Linked DNA regions of Macaca mulatta: region 1 is linked to region 2. A link is a contact called in public Hi-C data. All regions are on one chromosome and are shown on one strand. The core of a region is the stretch at or near the end of the contact, and the rest is flanking DNA. Distances in the headings are between cores, read along the strand shown. Region 1 holds the start of GABPB2 (GA binding protein transcription factor subunit beta 2). Region 2 holds the start of SEMA6C (semaphorin 6C).

What was found. A called contact is a pair of places that touch in the nucleus more often than the background predicts.
Region 1: a Hi-C map of fetal cortical plate shows a contact between it and region 2, with 2.5 times the contacts expected there. The contact joins the promoter of GABPB2 here to the promoter of SEMA6C in region 2. A contact is called at or near these places in 2 of 14 Hi-C or Micro-C datasets (fetal cortex germinal zone and fetal cortical plate).

Annotation. Positions count from the first base shown.
Region 1 is chr1:116,028,723-116,032,613 of T2T-MMU8v2.0, forward strand. GABPB2 (GA binding protein transcription factor subunit beta 2) reads right to left here and starts at 2,295. Exons shown (of 9, transcript XM_077947927.1): 1 at 2,122-2,295. LOC144331465 (a long non-coding RNA gene) reads left to right here and starts at 681. Exons shown (of 2, transcript XR_013398533.1): 1 at 681-1,347; 2 at 1,489-2,322.
Region 2 is chr1:115,944,140-115,947,852 of T2T-MMU8v2.0, forward strand. It overlaps SEMA6C (semaphorin 6C), which reads left to right and starts at 1,734. Exons shown (of 19, transcript NM_001265715.1): 1 at 1,734-1,966. LYSMD1 (LysM domain containing 1) reads left to right here. Exons shown (of 5, transcript XR_003720475.2): 5 at 1,449-1,572.

The DNA.
Region 1 (3,891 bases), core at 1,045-3,544, 85 kb after region 2:
ATGATCACTGCACTCCAGCCTGGGTGACTGAGCAAGACCCTGTCTCTAAAAATAAAAATAAATAAAAAATAAAAAAAGATGGAAAAGAACCTACATATGTCAGTAGGGGATGGAATAAAGTACTGAGCAAGACCCTGTCTCTAAAAATAAAAATAAATAAAAAGATTGAAAAGAACCTAAATATATATCAATAGGGGATTGGATAAAGTATGTTTGTTTGTTTGTTTGAGATGGAGTTTTGCTCTTGTTGCCCAAGCTGGAGTACAATGGTATGATCTCGGCACACTACAACCTCCGCCTGCCGGGTTCAAGCCATTCTCTTGCCTCAGCCTCCTGGGTAGCTGGGATTACAGGCGTGTGCCACCACACTGTGCTAATTTTTTGTATTTTTAGTAGAAATGGGGTTTCACCATGTTAGCCAGGCTGGTCTCGAACTCCTGACCTCAGGTGATCCACCCTCCTCGGCCTCCCAAAGTGCTGGGATTACAGACGAGAGCCTCCACGCCCAGCCTGTTTGTTTTTTAAAGAGACAGGGCCTCACTCTGTGGTCCCGGCTGGAGTGCAGTGGCGCAATCACAGCTCACTGCAGCCTCGACCTCCTGGGCTCAAGCGATCCTCCCACCTCGGCTTCCCGAGTAGCTGGGACCACCAGTGGGCACTACCACGCCCAAATGATTAAAATTTTTTTTTTCTTTTTTTCTCTGCACAGACAGGGGTCTCCCTATTTTGCCCAGGCTGGTCTAGAACTCCAGGGCTCAAGGGATCCTCCCACATCAGCTTCCCAAAATGCTGGGATTACAGGCGTGAGCCACTGCGCCCGGCCAAAACCTTTCAATAAGTGTGTGTTTTAATAATTCATAAAGTGCTTGAGCTCTTGACAACAAAGTATTCTATTATCCAAGGGTAATTAATTACTTTATTTAAGAATTTGGATGGGTTTTTTGTCCTTACTGTCATCAAAGCAGGTGTGAAAATACATGTCTAAGAACATCTCTACTGGATTGGGTGGACCAAGTGATTAAATGAATGGATGGCCAAAATTTTGTTACATTGTTGATAGTAAGCCATAGATTGTCCTTTTCCAAAGACAACGGGGTGGGGGGACCCTCTAGAGAGAAAGCCCTTTCGGGAAAAGGGAGAGGAATGGGATGACCTCTGGCTCAAGGAAGTATGTGAGAACAGGAGACAGCCAACGGAAAGGAGAATTGCAGTGGAAGAATCTATGTTTCTTTTAGTATTGCTCAAGTCCCCACTGGGCGGCCAGCTGTACAAACAACTGTGAAAGAAGCGGAGTCGAGGCCGGGAGCGTGGCTCACGCCTGTAATCCCAGCACTTTGGAAGGCCAAGGTGGGCGGATCACCTAAGGTGAGGGGTTCGAGACCAGCCTGGCTAACATGGTGAAACCCTGTCTCTATTAAAAATATACAAAAATTAGCTGTGCACGGTGGCACACGCCTGTAATCCCAGCTACTCGGGAGGCTGAGGCAGGAGAATCACTTGAACCCGGGAGGCGGAGGCTGCAGTGAGCTGGAGGTTGCAGTAAGCCGAGATCGCGCCACTCCCTCTAGCCTGGGTGACAGAGCGAGACTCAGTCTTAAAAAAAAGCAAAAAAGCAGAGGCGGGACCCATACTGCTCTCGTTCAGATTACCGAGTTCACTAGTTATCTTTCAGGTCATTATTAGGGTCAGAGAATGAGGGTCGCCGTTTCCCTCTCTATCATAAACCCTACAGTTCCTCACACCAATGTCTGTCTGAAAGATGGGAACCAATTTGGGGCAGGGAGCCAAACTCAGCCTCTGGCGACAGGCCTCGGCTCCGGCACCGCCTCGCCCCCTAGTGGTCACCTCCGCGGCCTGGGCTTCCCTTGGTCCAGCTCCCCAGCCCCAGGTCTTACACCCACCCCCTTCTTCACCTCCTTCCAGTCCCCTCCCCTTCCTCCCGACAGCATCCCCTTCCTCTCCGTCCCCCTCCCCCAGCTGCCCCCGCTTCGGTGACGGGGAGCCGCGCGGTCCGCACCCAGAAGTCCGAGGCTGGGCTGGGAAGCGGTGTGACTTCTCACGGCACTCTCCTTTCCAGCCCTGACGCCCCCCGGAGTCCACACATCTCTTCTTTCCCCTCACCTCCTCGTCCGGGACGCTGCCGGCCGCGCTTCCACGGAGCCCGCCAGTTTAGTCCCGTTTCCTTCTCTAGTTAAGACTGCCTGTCAAGGACGGTTACTTTTTGCCCTTTTCATGTGTGCATGTTTTGGGGGCCTTTAACCCCCCCTCGTGGAGAAACAGAGGCAAGGAAATGGCGGACCCGGAAATGAAGACGCCGCGAGTAAGATTTCTGGCGGAGGAATCTGTGAAGGGAAAATGATCAGAAAACCCATACTCCCATTCGAACAGAAAGATGATGCATCCCCGAGGCTCATCGCATATCTGCTGAGGGACTTCTGAGGTGGAAAAGTGCGTCACCGAGGCATCCTAGGCAGGACTATTTAACGGGGCGGAGGACTGCTGGTTACGTGTGTTGCGCGTCTGAATAGTTCCAGCAGGGGACGGAGCCCGGGGCTCGTGTTGGCGCCAAGAACCTGGAGAACCGCTGAGGGAGACTCGGATCGTGCATCAGTCCTGCAGTTTGCGTCTTAACTCTTGGCTGCTTCTTCCGGGTCCTGAGCGGCCAGGTTTAGGTTGACAGGAAAGCCTCACTTCCTTATCCCAAACCTCGGCTGCAGCTGTTTGGGACGTTCCTGGCTTTGTTTGTGAATTGGGTTCTGGTGCCTGATGGACACATTTTTCCAGTTACAGCCCGAATGTAAGGACCCCAGAGCCAAGCTGTCCGTGCAAACAGTGAAACAAATAACTGAGTCATTTCTTTTCTTTCTTTATTATTTTTTTTTGAGACGGAGTCTCGTTTAGTCCGTCGCCCAGGCTGGAGTGCAGTGACGCCATCTCGGCTCACTGCAACCTCCGCCTCCCGGGTTCAAGTGATTGACCTGCCTCAGCCTCTCCCCACGCTGGGCTAATTTTTGTATTTTTAGTAGAGACGGCGTTTCACCGTGTTGGCCAGGCTGGTCTCGAACTCCTGACCTAAAGCGATTCGCCCGCCTCGGCCTCCCAAAGTGCTGGGATTACAGGCGTGAGCCACCGCGCCCGGCCTGAGTCATTTCTTTTTGGAGGCCTGCAAGAGGATGGAACATGAGTTTGCAAATCCATTTAGTCATTTTATTTACCAGTTGATCCCTGTCCCCACCCACCAATTGCCATGACTGAAGGACTCTGAAGGGGCCTTTCAAAACTCAGTAAAAATAGAAAAGGACGCACTGCTTATCCTTCCTGGCCCCATTCTCCGTTAGATTGGGACGGTCTTTAGATGTGGGGTTTTCATGGCCTAGAGGGAGGATTTGCCTTTTTTTCTCTCTCTTGGGGACTTCTCTAGATCATCCTTATTTATGATACACTGCCCAATGCTGTCCTATCCATATTGGTATTTACAGTTTCTCTTGAGAGTTGGAGTCTTGTCTCATTCCCGTTTACATTCTTTTGGCTCAGTGCTTTCCTATAGTAGGCACACAAAAACCAGAAATTAAGCAGATAACGTATTTGAGTGAATTCGTTTATCTTGTTAGGCACCTAGGAGAATTATTACCTGAAATATGTTGGTAGTCAGTGGGCAAGCAGAAGAGTGGTTGTAGCTGTCTCCCTACTTTTCTAATTTTAAGTTGATTTTGCCCTTTCATTATTTATCTGTTCAATGCGACGTTCACCATTTAATGTCTAAATGCTATTCAAATCATTCTTCCTCTAAGTTGAATATTATTATAGAAAGATAAAATGAGGCCGGGCTCAGTGGCTCACGCCTGTAAATCCCAGCACTTTGGGAGGCTAAGGCGGGCAGATCACCTGAGG
Region 2 (3,713 bases), core at 484-2,983:
CCCTGGTTCACGCCATTCTCCCGCCTCAGCCTCCCAAGTAGCTGAGACTACAGGCGCCCGCCACCACGCCCGGCTAGTTTTTTGTATTTTTAGTAGAGACGGGGTTTCACCATGTTAGCCAGGATGGTCTCGATCTCCTGACCTCGTGATCCACCCGCCTCGGCCTCCCAAAGTGCTGGGATTACAGGCTTGAGCCACCGCGCCCGGCCTCTCTCAAAATTTCTTTCCAGCCTTTAAAACAACCCCAACTGCTGAACTGCCTTGGGCCCACGATCTCTCCGCAGTTAATCCTGTGTAGATATTGTCCCAGTTTATCTTCTTCTATTGTTTTAGATCTGACTTTACTGAGTTACTGTTCACCTTACTGGTTCACCTGGCCTTAAATCTCTGTCTCTGTCTCTGTCTTCTCTTTCTCTCTCTCTTTCTCTGTGTGTGTGTGTGCACATGTGTGTGTATGTTTAGGTCTCTTGCGTACTCATTGTGGGGCTTAGCCTAGTTGTCGATGCTCCCCTCCCTGATCACAGTCCAGTTAAGGCTGGCCTAAAAGTGGCAAACCCTTTTCCCCTCCTTTCCTCTAGTCCAGAGTCCAAGATGTGGGTAGAAGTGTTCAGTCAGATAAAACTATCTGAGAATGCCAGTGTCTCCCAGGCCACCCACTTTCCTGGAGAATTTTGAGAATGTCTTTTGTCCCAGCCCCACATAGAGAAGAATCCTACCAGGCAATACCAAGGTACCAAGCAATCCTGTCTGTAGTAGCTTTATTCTTCCTCCTCACTGACATTCCCAGGGGCTTTATGAAGGGTGGGGAGGGAGAAGGGGCAGTTCTGCTGTTTGGAGGGATGTCAGGGTCCTCTGAGGAAAGGTGGGACATATATCTGGGGGCAGTAAGGCTGTGTGGGTTACTGTCTCAGGTCTTAGAGTTGCTACTCTGTCTGTGTCTTTCTCTGAGTCAATTAGTCTTGATTTCCACATCTGTTTTGGCTTCAGCCTCTCTCACCTGCCCTCTTCCATGACCCAACAGCCTGACTGCTAGCTAGTTCTTGCCATAGTGGCCCAAACTCATGCTGCTTTGTAGAGGTGGGAGGGGAGGAGATCATGGAAACAAGGGAAACCTCCTGCTGACACCTTCCTTTCCTTTCCCAGGCCTCCAGCCCCCACGCGCATGCTAGGCCTCCTTATCAGGGTCAGGACGAACGAGAGGAGGCCTACGGGGAGAAATAAGGAGAAAGAGGGAAAAAGCATTGAGAGGAGCAACGGAGAGTTGGGGGCAGAGTCAGGGAGATGCGGGAGGCTCCCTCGGGAGCAGGGTCGCCCAAACCGTATAGGAGGGGAAGGGAGGACGGATCGCGCAGGCTCTGACAGCCCAGCCCAGCCCCGTCAAGGCTCCCAGGTTTCCTGTCTCTTTCTCCTCCCAGCTCCTCTTCCTCTCTTGTGAAATTTCTCCCCAGAGCCTCTCCTGTGCCAGCCGATCTCTGCTTCTGTATGTATTTCTTCCTCTGCCCGGTGTCAGCGACTGTCCGTGGGTCTCTCCATCTCGCGTCTGTCTCTGGTCTCCAGTTCAGCCTCCCGGCCTGGCCCTCTTGGTGGACGGTGCTCCTGGCGCCCCTCCCCGGGCGGCACTATTGGCGGAGAGGTGACGAGAAGGCGGTGTCTAGCCGCCCTCCAAGGGCAGGATTAGTCGCCGCGACCCAAAGGCGGGCAGGAGGTGGGCCCGGCTGGGAGGCGGGCGGGGCCGCTGGGGCCGAGCCCAGAGCTCCGGGCGGTCGCATTGTTTTCCTCCGCGGATCCGCGGCTGGACTCGGACCCAGGGCTCTCCCGACAGCGCCCTGGACCCCAAATTCGAGTACCATCCAATTCGGACGCTCATCGCATCTCGCCTGAGCACAACCACGGATTGCGAACTCAGCGCAGCGCGTGGCCGCTTGCCGTCCGCGGCGATCTCCATCTCGCTGACCCGAATCCTGGAGCAAGTACCCGGGGCAGGGAAGGGGCTGCGGGGAGGCGGGGAGGGAGCAGGAAGGCGCGGCCGGCGGGGGCCAAGCTTCTGAAGCGCCAGGGGACCAGGGAGGGTGTCGGCGCCCGGTGTGCCTGGCTGACGGAGAGGGTCAACGAAATTGGGGTGCAGGGAAGAAGGAGGCACGGTAGCCGAGTCCCGTAACTGTACTGGTGGGAGCAGAGTCTGGGCACCTCATTCAACTGGGCTTTCTTCAAGTCGCATCCCGCTGGATTGGGAAGCGCGAAAAGGGATTATTTGAGGCGCGCACCGTAGAGAGGGTGGAAAATCTGGCCCCTTGCTTTCCCGGCAGGGAAACTAGGGATCTGAGACCCGCGGAGAACTAGACCCTCCTGACGTCCCTGAAGGGATGGGAAGAGGGACGCATCGTTCTGGACTTTGTGTCACGGGTGCTCCTCTGTCCTTGTGCAAGCCGGAATCTGAGCACCCTCTGAAGGGTTGGCTCGTGCAAAGAGGCGGCAAATGGGGTCCCCGAGCAACCTCGGTCCCAGCGCCTATCTCCTTCCTTCAGCCCGCTCGGCCCGGGGCTTTGTTAGACTGAGGTCTCCCAAGGAGGATATCCGAGCTGGCAACTGCCTCCTAAGCCCACGGACCCCACTCAGCGCCGGCCTCAGGCCCGCCCTCGTCGGTGGCCTCAGCCTCTGGCCCTGTTTCCCTGGCCTGGGAGACCCGCCTCCGCTCCCCAACCCCCGCTCCCATCCCCTCTCCGTCTGCGCCTGCAGGCCCCTCCAGCCCCTCCTCCCGCTAACGTGGCTCTGGGACCCGGTCCCGGCCCAGACTCTGCTACCGGCCCCTCCTTGGAGCCCCGGATCCAGTGAGGGGGAGACACGTCGAGCCCCTGGCCCTAGGCCCACCTCTTTCGAGGCTCTAGACACCTGGATTGTCCTGGTTGGGGGTTGGGTGGGAAGGAGGGTAGGTGCTGAGTGTGGGGCTAAGGGCTAAGAGTGGGGGAAATGGCTTGGAGAAAGGAAGGCTCCGGTTCCACAGGCTCCTTGGCGCGACCCTGCTCCCTCTGAGGAAGGTGGACTGGGGCGGGCGACCAGCCCAAAGGCTTCCTGCTATTGTCCCCAGCCCAGTCTCCCCTTCTCCATCCCTTCCACAGCTCTGCTAGACTCTGGCTATGACCCCAACCACTCCCCAGAGGTGGCTTCGGGGCCAGGAGAGAGAAGGGCTGTTTCCTCTTCCCAGCAAGGGGAGGATCTGGAAAGGGGAGAATCAGCCAGGTCTCTCCCATGTGCTTCAGATGGGGGGTGTGAAGCAGCTCGGATTCTTCCAGGGCAGAGTGATCTTTTCTCCAGGCCAGGAGTTGAGGAGCTGACCAGATGCTGCTCCCCAAAAACAGCTACAAGAAGCCCTCTTAAAGATGTATCATAGTTGAGTCTAGAGGGCCAATGCAAAGGCCAGCCAAGCGTTTTTAGAGGCTGGACTAATCCAGCCTAAAGTGGGGTGTGAGAGTGTGTGTGTGTGTGTGTGTGTGTGTGTGTGTTTGTGTGTGTGTGTGTAGAGTGGGTGGAAGGGAGGCACAGCCTGCTCTCTCAGGGAGGAAGGAAAGGGCCGAGGGTGCTTGCTATCAGATCATTTTGCCTGGAAATGAAGAGCATGTAAATGAGATGCAAATTAGCCTCTATTGTCCCTAGCTAAGGCGCTTTTGCTAAGAAGGCTGTTGGATTCTGAGGGTTTTAACATGGGAGTGGTCGCC